Linked DNA regions of Triticum aestivum: region 1 is linked to region 2. A link is a contact called in public Hi-C data. All regions are on one chromosome and are shown on one strand. The core of a region is the stretch at or near the end of the contact, and the rest is flanking DNA. Distances in the headings are between cores, read along the strand shown.

Region 1 (5,355 bases), core at 886-3,385, 130 kb before region 2:
GGCTCATCGATCTGCAGCCTCATACAAGGTTGAACGCGCAACTGTCGTAGCCTGCAGAGATCATGACGGACAGAAACCCATGGTAAGAAATCAAGATCGATCATGAGGATTTATGCATGGCAGTGGCATGGCATAGCATGGATGGGTGGATGGAGCTTTCGGTCAGTCGAGGTTTGAGGACTTACTTGGGTCGCTGGTGACGATGGTGGCGGTGCCGCCGAAGTCGCAGGTGCCGCCGTTGGCCCGGGTCATCTGCCAGTAGCTGTTGAAGGCGTAGGAGGCGTGGGCCAGCACGGTGTCCGGCTGGGAGCAGGCGCCGGACGGCTGGATGGACCGGCACTCGGCGCCGGAGCCGCACGCGTAGTCCATGGCCTCCTGGAGGATCGGGTCCGGCACTGTCGGCTTCGCCACGCACCACAGCGCCTGCCCGGACCCCGGCGCCATCGGAGGGGCCAGCGGCGGCGGGTAGATGATCGGCGGCATGAACCCGCCGCCTCCTCCCCCTCCGCCACCTCCTCCTTCTCCTAGACCGCCTCCTCCTCCTCCTCCTACGCCTCCGCCTCCTCCTCCTCCTCCTTCTCCTCCTCCACCACCACCACCTCCTCCCTCTCCTCCACCACCGCCCCCTCCTCCTACGCCTCCTCCCTGTCCTCCGCCGCCCGAGCCTGGGCCGAATTCGTCGGGCGGGCTCGGCACAACGACGATCGGGCTGGGCGGCGCCGTCCCAGGCGGGCTCGGGGCGAACTGCGGCGGGTTGATGGGCGTGGGCGTGGACGCCGGCGTGCCCAGCCCCGGACTGGAGCCCGGGGTGGCGCCACCGCCGTCGGCCGGCGGGCTGGGCTCGAAGGAGGGCGGGACGGGGGTGATGGGCGGCAGCTGGTCCGGCACGGACGGGGTGGTGGAGGAGGGCGCCGTGGAGGTGAAGGGGGGCGTGGACGACGACGAGGGGGGAGCGTCAGGAGGGTTGACGCAGAACGGGGCATCGACGGCGGCGAGACTCGCGCTCGCGGCGTCGCTGCCAGCGCTGGCATCGAGCGACGAGGGAGGGGGCGGCGGCTGCGTCGGCTCCACCGCCCTGGCGAAGTTGAGCTTGAAGAGCACGCTCATCAGCGAGTTCCTCTTGCTCTGCCTCAGAGCTCTCGCCTCTGCTCCACCAACACAAAGACTCCAATTAGTGAGCACAATGCAGGTTAACAGACAGGTTAGCGAGAGCTGGTCACTGAGATCCGACACTGTGTTCACTCCAGTGACACCACTCAAACGCAGAAGAGAAGAAACGAATAAGGATTTTTTTTAAAAGACGCCGTTACAGTATCTTGGTTCACTGGATGGGCTGGGAGCAGTGAGCTTACCGCAGTGCGAGGTGGTACAGAGCATGAGGAGCAGGAAGAAGAAGAGCATCGACGGCGGCGGCGGCAAGCTGCTGATTCTGCAGTTGCGCGCCATGGTCACCACTCACCACGGTCGGTTGCTTGCTCTGCCCTCTACTGACACCGGTAGCCACTACTACTGTCTACTGCACCACTCGAGGAGGAGCAGGCGCTTGTTATATTATAGCTGAAGAAGAGGAAGCGTGGATCGGAGGTGGAAGCGGCCATCGGTAAGAGGAGAAGAAAGCAGTGGAAAAGCCGGCGGCAGAAAGAGGAAAAAGGGCAGATCGATGATCCATGTAGTAGATGTAAGTGAGGTGTGGTGGCGTGGCGACGATGATCCTGCCTGCTGTTGAGCCAACTCTTTTCGCTTTCTCCAGGAAGCGTCCCCGTCACTTGCATCCTACTAGTGTGCTTCTTCTGCCTTTCTTGCCGCTCAGTTTTGGTATCTGTGCTTAGCTTGCCACCGGGGCAAACGACCAGGCCAACTGAGCTGATGCCACCACACAAGACACAAGGCTGTCTGCCCTTTCTCCGCTTGCTCAAGGAAAGGAAAGGAAAGCGCGCAGTGTTTCTCATCGTCAGCGAACATGGACAGAGCAGAGGTATCTACTCATGACTTCAGGTGTTACAAGAAACTATACATCGCTGCTCTCTTTCACGTCCTACTCTCTACTTTGCTTCTGATCAGTGGATGTGATCATCTTTCCTAGTGCGATATGTGATCATTTTGCACGCCTTTTACATGCCTTATCAACGCACCAAACAACTGGCTGATACCTGCTGTATCTGCCTTTTCTTTTCACCTACAGCAGGCCAACAGCCAATAATAAACAACAACCCCGGAATTCATATATCAGTACCCAAGCAACATCAAGTTGCAAAATCGATATACATATGTTGCATTAAGTTGGTTCACCTCCATAACAGGCGCGTACTCAAGACCGTACCATATAGCATCACGTTACAGTTCATGCCGCAAACATCAGAGCTGCCACAGGTTTACTCAGCCAAATACACATGAGCCAGGTTCTACTACCTTCACAGTTCACATTCACACGATGTAACCCGATTACATTTTATAAACTTGCTAGCGTCTCGCAAAACTCGTTCCCCACTTCATACCAGCATTTACCAAATGATGACCATGTCCACGGAAACAACAAGGCTGCAAAATTCATGGCCTGTGCATGCCATTTCTCGGCCTCAAAGGCATGGTGACAGGGAGTTCTAGACAAAACCCACCTCAGAAATCGTAGTCCTTCAGACCCCTCTGGGAATCTGCCATCTCCATTTCCATTAAGCACTCCTCCTGGCTGAGCGGAGGAAGCCCATTCTTGTGGCGTGTGTAGTTGTGCTTGTGCCACCCGGACTTGCAGTGGTCTCTGTACAGCTTGTCCTCCATGAATATGTCACATTCTTTGCATCTTTTCTGCGGCTTGCCTGGTGCCTGGCCCTGGCTTTCCACTTCACTCGAAAGGCTCTGTTTCTGCATGGTCTCACTTAGCTGAGCAACAGCACCAGACTCCTTCGCAGGCACGGGCTGTGCCTTCTCCACATTGTCCTCGACATTGTCATATTGATCTGTAGAAGAGCCACTTTCTTTGTGTGCCGACACCGAGAGTACTTCCACCCTCCCTTGCACGTCCTTCAGTTTCTCTTCACACGAGTGCAGAACAGATGGTTCAATCTCACATACCTGCAATATGTTATTCGGAATTAAGTATAGTACACCAACTAATAGGGTGAAACATGACATGAAGATATCATGAATTTGGACAATAATTGCATCAGTGTCACAAAGGAGAGGAACACAAAGCAGCCTAAGTAGACTTGAATGTTGAGATCATTGTGACTGAAAGGTACAAAAGGAGAAAACGGGCAAGCTTCTCAGTAATAGAACTCCCACTAAATGATAGCATAAACCATTCACCAGCTGTATAGCATTTTTGGGGGGACCAGAATGAGTACAGCATCCTATTATAACTTACGAAACACAAGTTCAATGGGGGAACTCACATGATAGAAATCATAATCAGGCAACACATTAACAGCTTGGAAAAGATAATCTAAAAGACTTACAATGGAAGACTGATCGGCAGATTCATCCTTTGAAAGAACAATTGCATTCCACCCATCAAGCTTCTCCATAAGGCCAGAAAGATTGGACTTAGGTGCAATGAATCGCACTGTCAATGGTGCACGCTTTATACGGTATTTAGGGTTCTCAATTAGCTTCTTAATAACTTTCAGTGCCTGAAATATGGATGAAGATACAAATTAAAAAAGGAAACGGGAGTAGATAACAAGTCTACACAGATGTACTATAACAATATTAGTATATTACGACCTCCGTCACATTGTCCCAAGCGCAGGTAATAATAACCAAGGTAAAAGCATAAACACAGGTACCATCAGTACTGTCACAAAGAATTCCTAATTCCTTGAGTATTTTTATCACATTATGGCAGTGCAAGGTACTGGCATTGAGTGACTCCATCCAAAAAGAGGTTAACTAGGGTAGCCCAAACAATGGCCATCGGTTGAAAAGAAAAACAAAGACAGATCCGACAAAACTGATAGACAATGCCAGGTGCATAACAAACAGAATAGCATCTACAGTGTGGAATATGAGTGAATATCTCCAGAAAGATTATTCATATTACAAGTTTTTCCGGACGGAGGGAGTATGTAATATGAATGAATATCTCCGGAAAGATTATTCATATGCACATACTTGCGACTGAAGTTGCTGTCTTGGCAAGGACTTGTACATGACATCAATACTCAATTTCTTCCAATTGGGACCAATGCAGATAATTAGATTGCGTACAGTAAGATATCATCACTTCAAGCAAAATATTCTAAGCTAGCATGGCAACTTCCTAATACTCCTGTAATACAGGAATCAGAAGGTGGGCTGTTTGTAATGTGTACAATAATTTGGCCTAAAGCAACATTTCCTTGAAGAAAATGCACTGCAGGTGATGAATGAAAATGACGGATGCTAAACAAATCGTGATCCTCCATTATATATATAGACACACACACACGCACACACACACTAAGGGTAGTACATATCGAGAGCAGAGAGCAGGCAGCTACCTGCTCCTTGGAGGTAAGATTTGGATCGACGGCAAAGTGTATCTCGTGCATGATGCTCTCGATCATGTTCATGGTGTAGGGGCGCCGGGTCTCAGTACTGATAGTCTTCTCCATGACGATGGTGGCGATGTCCCTGAACTGGGAAGACAGCTGCGCCTCCCTCTCCTTGCCAGAAACCTGGAGCTCCCCTTTCTCCAAAATCTGACAGAGCACAACAGCAGCAGCAACGATTAGCAGTCGAGCCGGAAATCAGCACGAAATTAGCAGGACCCATCCAATCCAGTCCAATCCACGGCGGGAGTCGGGGAAGGAGGGAGGAGGACCTCGAGGCAGATTTCGACGAGGTCGTCGGTGGCGAAGATCCTGATGAGGTCCTTGGACTTGGCGAGGACGCCCTTGGAGACGTTGGAGTAGACGTTGTGGGACTGGAGCACCTCGTCGAGGTCCTTCTCGACGCGGTCGCGCCAGTTGACCACCTTGTTGGGGAAGCAGGCGATCTCGAACCGCTGGCCGCCCTTGCGCAGCCGCACCACGGCCACGTTGGTCAGCCGCTTCTGCCCCACCGGCTGCACCAGCGTGCGGGACATCTCCAGCGACCGGTCGGCGAGGCGAGGCGCGGCGCGCTCCGGGGGGCTGAGGCCTCGATTTTTCTCGGGGAGGAAGCAAAACCCTAGACGGAAAGTGGGGGGGGGGGGGGGGGGGGGGGGGGGGGGGGTTGGAAGAAGCTGGAGGCGGCGAGGGCGTTGGGTGGAGGAAGGGGGAGAAAGAGGGGACGGAAAGCAGGAGGAAACGGGCGGCACAAGAAAGCTGGTCACGGCCTGTTCGCGAACCAACCCGAAGAACCGAGAGACAGAAAGCCGTTGGGCGGCTGGCGTCGGCC
Region 2 (5,058 bases), core at 1,354-3,853:
AAACCTAGACAAATATTATGGAAAATGGAGCTTGGAGGTCGAGCTTGGAGAGGAGAAAGCTTAAGTAGTGTGGCTCGGGCATTCCATCGAACACCTTGTGTGCATAGGAGGTGAGCTAGAGCACCACCAAGCCCTCTCCCCCTCGGCCAGAGAAAAACAGAGCACTGGAGTGCTCTGCTCGCGAGCGAGGGGTATATATAGGCACCTCATTGGTCCCGGTTGGTGACATGAGCCGGGACTAAAGGGGAGCCTTTGGTCCCGGTTCAAGCCACCAACCGGGACCAATGATGATGGGCCAGGAGCGAGGCCCATTGGTCCCGGTTCATCCCACCAACCGGGACCAAAAGGTCCAGATGAACCGGGACCAATGGCCCACGTGGCCCGGCCGGCCCCCTGGGCTCACGAACCGGGACCAATGCCCACATTGGTCCCGGTTCTGGACTGAACCGGGACTAATGGGCTGACCCGGCCTGGACCAAAGCCCTGTTTTCTACTAGTGACTTATTTTGAAACAGAGAGAGTACGTACAAACGTATGTATGAACAGCGGTGGAGCTATGATCAAAGTAAGACCCAGGCCAAAAACAAACAACTTATAACTGTTAAAAGAATACCACATGCAAAAGCATAAAGAAAATATATCTAGACTACACAATATGTAAGGATCTAGATTTAGTTCTTCATGCTTGACAAACTAGATAAAACGTGGCAAGAACTTAGTCCTCTTTTCTGTAGACTGCGGTTGTTTTCCTTTCTTTTCAGAGATTATCAACTGGTTAGTGACCTAGTGATGAATAACATCTTCTTGTTTCGTATCACTATACCACAAACTAATAAGAAAATTGCATCAATTCAAGACTTTAAGTTATACTCATTCGCAAAAAAGGACTAAGTTATACTGCTATCATATTAGGAATATGGAGAAATCGATAAAAACTTAGGGGTTTGGGGATATCATAAATAGCAGTAGTGGAGATTCTAGCTGCACGAGTATGTAGCGGTCAAACATCCACCATTGATTGGATGATGGATATTGGCGCAACCTTTTTGTGTATAAGGTTGGGAATCTTTTCCCAAATAAATACAAAGCAATACATTCTGACATGTATAGTGAGGGAAAAGAGAGTGTTGGCTTTCTATCGCGGACGGTGAGAGAAAATAGAGAAACGCCACAGGTCAACTACACAAGTATGAGAAATGTACAAATCACCCTGCGGGGACCATTTTTAGCATGTTTGAGGAGCAAAGTGGAGCATTTCCTGAGTTTGAGGACTAGATTGCACCTACTCCACAAGTTCGATGGTTGTGGATGTATTTCATCCAAAGAGAAACATAACATGCTTCGTTAAAGATAAGAGATTGCCGGCAGCTCAGATTATTTCTTTCCTCAAATAATATTTTCTTCATCTTCCTCCAACCTCCTTAATATAGCCTCATTTCCGCCAACATGGGCGCATATGTTATGCATAATCTTGCCTCTAGTTTGTCATTTATGTTACTTGCGGCGGGATCAAGCCTTTCATCTAAACACTCAATCCATTCAGATACGCATCACACTAACCACCCATAACCCAAACACCTAACTCTGGTGAGGTCTCCTTCTTTGGTCTCCAGTGTCATCGAGCCTATGGCATTACCGACACTTGAGATTGAGGATGACTACATTTGAAGAAAAGAAAGGTAATGAGATCGGCATATGGTTGGACGATGACTCTTCCTTGTCATGCCCAAGAGCAGAGCTTGGGTGGTGTAAGTTGTGCCGAGACAACAGTTACATATGAGGGACATTGATGGGCATCATGTTGCGCAATATTTATGTTAGTATTCCGCCCTTATGATTGAATGTTTTGGCTCATCAATTCACCAAGATGCGATGAAGTCGGAGGTGATGTGTCGAGGGGCAACAAATTAAAGTGCGGCAACGATGTCAAGTTGCAAGTCAAGCCACCGAAACCCGAGTTGCCTCTTCATCGATGGATGCCGTGGTCCGTAGTGTATCAGGATGCATGGACTTGGTGCATGCCTAGAGATGATCCGCATGACGGCGCTTTGTCCGCAGTGAAGTCGGAGTCGTTGAGTCATGGTGCCATGGGTGCTGATAAAGCCACTTATATGTGAAAAATTGATCTTCTCGGTGATGCGACCTTCAAGTTTGTGCCACTGTCATCATGTTTTTCTCAGATTAAACGGACGGCAAATTTCTCCTTAATCAACCCAAAAATGGGAAGGTTTCATCTCTCCTTTAAGAAAAAAAAAGCAGAGGCTATGTAACGACTAGCGTGCGACGGTTGAAACGGCTTGGCTCGGCAGAGTCTGCCGATTTAACCGCGACATGCAGACGCAGGCACCACACGATCGGCGATCTTCCACACACGCATGATTCCAGGAACAAAACGACGGAGACCTTGGTCGTCAGAAGCGGCCGTCGATGGATTCATCCGAGTCCACGCCAGCCACAATCTCGCTGCCAGTGTACGACTGGGTACTGACTACTGAGGCGTACGCGACACTTCGCCGTGTCCACCGAGCCGCGACCGACGCACACCAGCAGTTCGTCCGTCGCACCACGACCTCACGCTCGCCTATATAAGCACGCCCCGCTTCATCTTCTTCCCTCAGACCAGCGCAGCGCAGGCTAGCCAAGAGCAAGAAGCTAGAGCACTTCAAACTCGAAGCTAGCTAGCCAGGCACCATGGCCCGCATTGCGCCGCTCGTGCTGGTGGCGCTGCTCTCCGTGCTGTCCGTGCCCTCGTCGGCGTGCCCCAGCTGCCCGACCCCGACGACGCCTCCCCCGCCGCCGCCGCCGAAGGTGAAGCCCCCGCCCCCGCCGTCGTCGGTGCCGTGCCCTCCGCCGCCGTACTCCCCCGCGCCGACGCCCCCGACGCCGGCGACGCCTAGCCCTCCGGCGCCGTCGTCGCCGACGGGCAAGTGCCCCGTGGACGTGCTGAAGCTGGTGGCGTGCGTGGACGCGCTCAACGGGCTGGTGCACGCGGTGGTGGGCGCCAACGCCAGCGAGACCTGCTGCCCGCTGCTGTCCGGCGTGGCCGACCTCGACGCCGCGCTCTGCCTCTGCACCACCATCAAGGCCAAGGCGCTGAACGTCAAGCTCGTGCTCCCCGTCGCCATCTCGGTGCTCGTCAACCAGTGCGGCAAGCACGTGCCGTCCTCGTTCCAGTGCCCTTCATGATCGCCGGCCTCCATCGATTAGCACCTACATACATACCAGATACCACTGTACCACCACCTGCATCCTCATGCATGCCCGCGTGCATGGAGCTAGCGCCTTTTCAAGGTAAGTACGTATACGGAGTGTCTGCATGTTTGGTCATACATACATGCATGACACATGTCATGTGTAATCTCTATAACACATACATGCATGGGCAGCTAGCTCTGACTATCTTTCAGTGTGGAGCGGCGAACATGCGGTTGTGTAAATGTGTATCAAGTAGTATATACTGTATCGTGCATAAGTGCAAATATACATGCGAGTTGTGATGTTGGGTGTGTAGCATTCTTTTTGACAGTTATGAATAATATATAAAGTGATTGTAATGTGTATGGAGCTTCTCGCATGTATGCATGTCTTCCTTTTTGTGGAAAATTTTACGACTCCAAATCGGCAATGCTACACGTACAAACAGTTTACAGGCTTTTACAGATGGGTTAGTTTTTATTGGTCAACAAGTGAGCGGGACGGCCTACCCCCTTGAAAATCGGAGGGGAGGGGGGGAGGTTTGTGATTGGTTGTTAGATGAAAAGAGCTTGTAAAAGCTTATAAATCTTTGTATGTCTAGCATTTTTGACTCCAAATCCTCCTCGGCATGACAAGTCATCCTCTGACTCTAGATGATCATATTTATACTTTTCACCACTTGATAGGCTGGTCTCATGGCCGAGTCAATGACGCTGGTATCAATATTTCTGGCGTTCGTGCCATCGGGGGCCTCTTTGGATTGGAACGAAAAGAACTAGAAAACATAAAATATGACCAAGTTTGCAGTAAAAACTAAAAACAGAATAATGACAAAAGCAGGATTCAGATATCATATCCTATGGATTGCTACCGGGTAAAAAGATTGGAATCCTCAAAACTTTTCGTGAATATCTTACGGCCCAAAGAGGCCCTAGACAAGAAAAATGATGACAGGAGACAATATGGATTCATATGCAGCTGTCACGACTCATTGCAGTGAAACATCCATGAACACACAGATGTCGCATCGACCACAAGCCATGACGGGTTTTTTTTTCGTCGGTTTTTTTCATTTTTCTGAATGAAGCCATGACGTTGATCTAGGGTGGGATCACAAGAGGGCGTTTTCACCTGTTTCTGAACGGTCTAGAGTTCAAGTGCAGATTATCAGTCCTATTTTCCGGAGGGAGCAGGTTATCATGTCGAGATGCTCTTGAAGCCGAATTATGTGCATGTATGAAGGGGTTGTTGTTTTTGATCCAGAGAAGTGAGCTTCCTATTGATATTAAGATGGACTCTATTGTTGCAGTAAATTTGATCCAGGCAAAGGAGGTGGATAGATCGGTTTATTCATCGCTCATTAAGGAGATTAGATATCTCATGACTATTCGCGATTCATGTATTACTCGTGTTAATCATAACCAAAATAGAGTCAGTGATAACATAGCTAGATTTGCTCGTTTAGAAGGTAGAACTATGACTTGGATCGGTTCGGGTCCTACAGCTGCTATGGAGCTTGCTACAATTGATTGTATGAACTTCTTGAGTTGAGTAATACATTATTCACCCACAAAATAAAAATCAATCTTATCATGGGATTTGCTCACACCTTGTTATGGGAGGTTAAAGGAAGAAACCCGATATTTTGAAGAACACCCGCCAGCTAAATTAGGAGGGATCACCATCTGTTTCCCCCAAGAAAAGGTTTAAAGGGCATGGAGAATTGATTTATCAAACTTTTCCTTTCAATGAGACCGGGCATGTAGATACAGCCATACAGGAGACAGACCTGAACGTCCATGCACACATATGAACTGAATGCAACACAGGCATGCACGCATAAATCACATAACGTGCGCATAT

The links. A called contact is a pair of places that touch in the nucleus more often than the background predicts.
Region 1: a Hi-C map of leaf shows a contact between it and region 2, with 4 times the contacts expected there. The contact joins the promoter of LOC123190207 here to the promoter of LOC123190205 in region 2. A contact is called at or near these places in 3 of 5 Hi-C or Micro-C datasets (all in leaf).

What each region holds. Positions count from the first base shown.
Region 1 is chr2A:682,563,170-682,568,524 of IWGSC CS RefSeq v2.1, reverse strand. LOC123190207 (translation initiation factor IF-2) reads right to left here and starts at 2,135. Exons shown (of 3, transcript XM_044602804.1): 1 at 1,353-2,135; 2 at 186-1,145; 3 at 1-51. The coding sequence starts at 1,446. The coding sequence ends at 20. It overlaps LOC123190206 (ribosome maturation protein SBDS), which reads right to left and starts at 5,184. Exons shown (of 4, transcript XM_044602803.1): 1 at 4,799-5,184; 2 at 4,476-4,676; 3 at 3,453-3,626; 4 at 2,201-3,069. The coding sequence starts at 5,062. The coding sequence ends at 2,617.
Region 2 is chr2A:682,433,322-682,438,379 of IWGSC CS RefSeq v2.1, reverse strand. LOC123190205 (36.4 kDa proline-rich protein) reads left to right here and starts at 2,603. Exons shown (of 1, transcript XM_044602802.1): 1 at 2,603-3,560. The coding sequence starts at 2,692. The coding sequence ends at 3,186.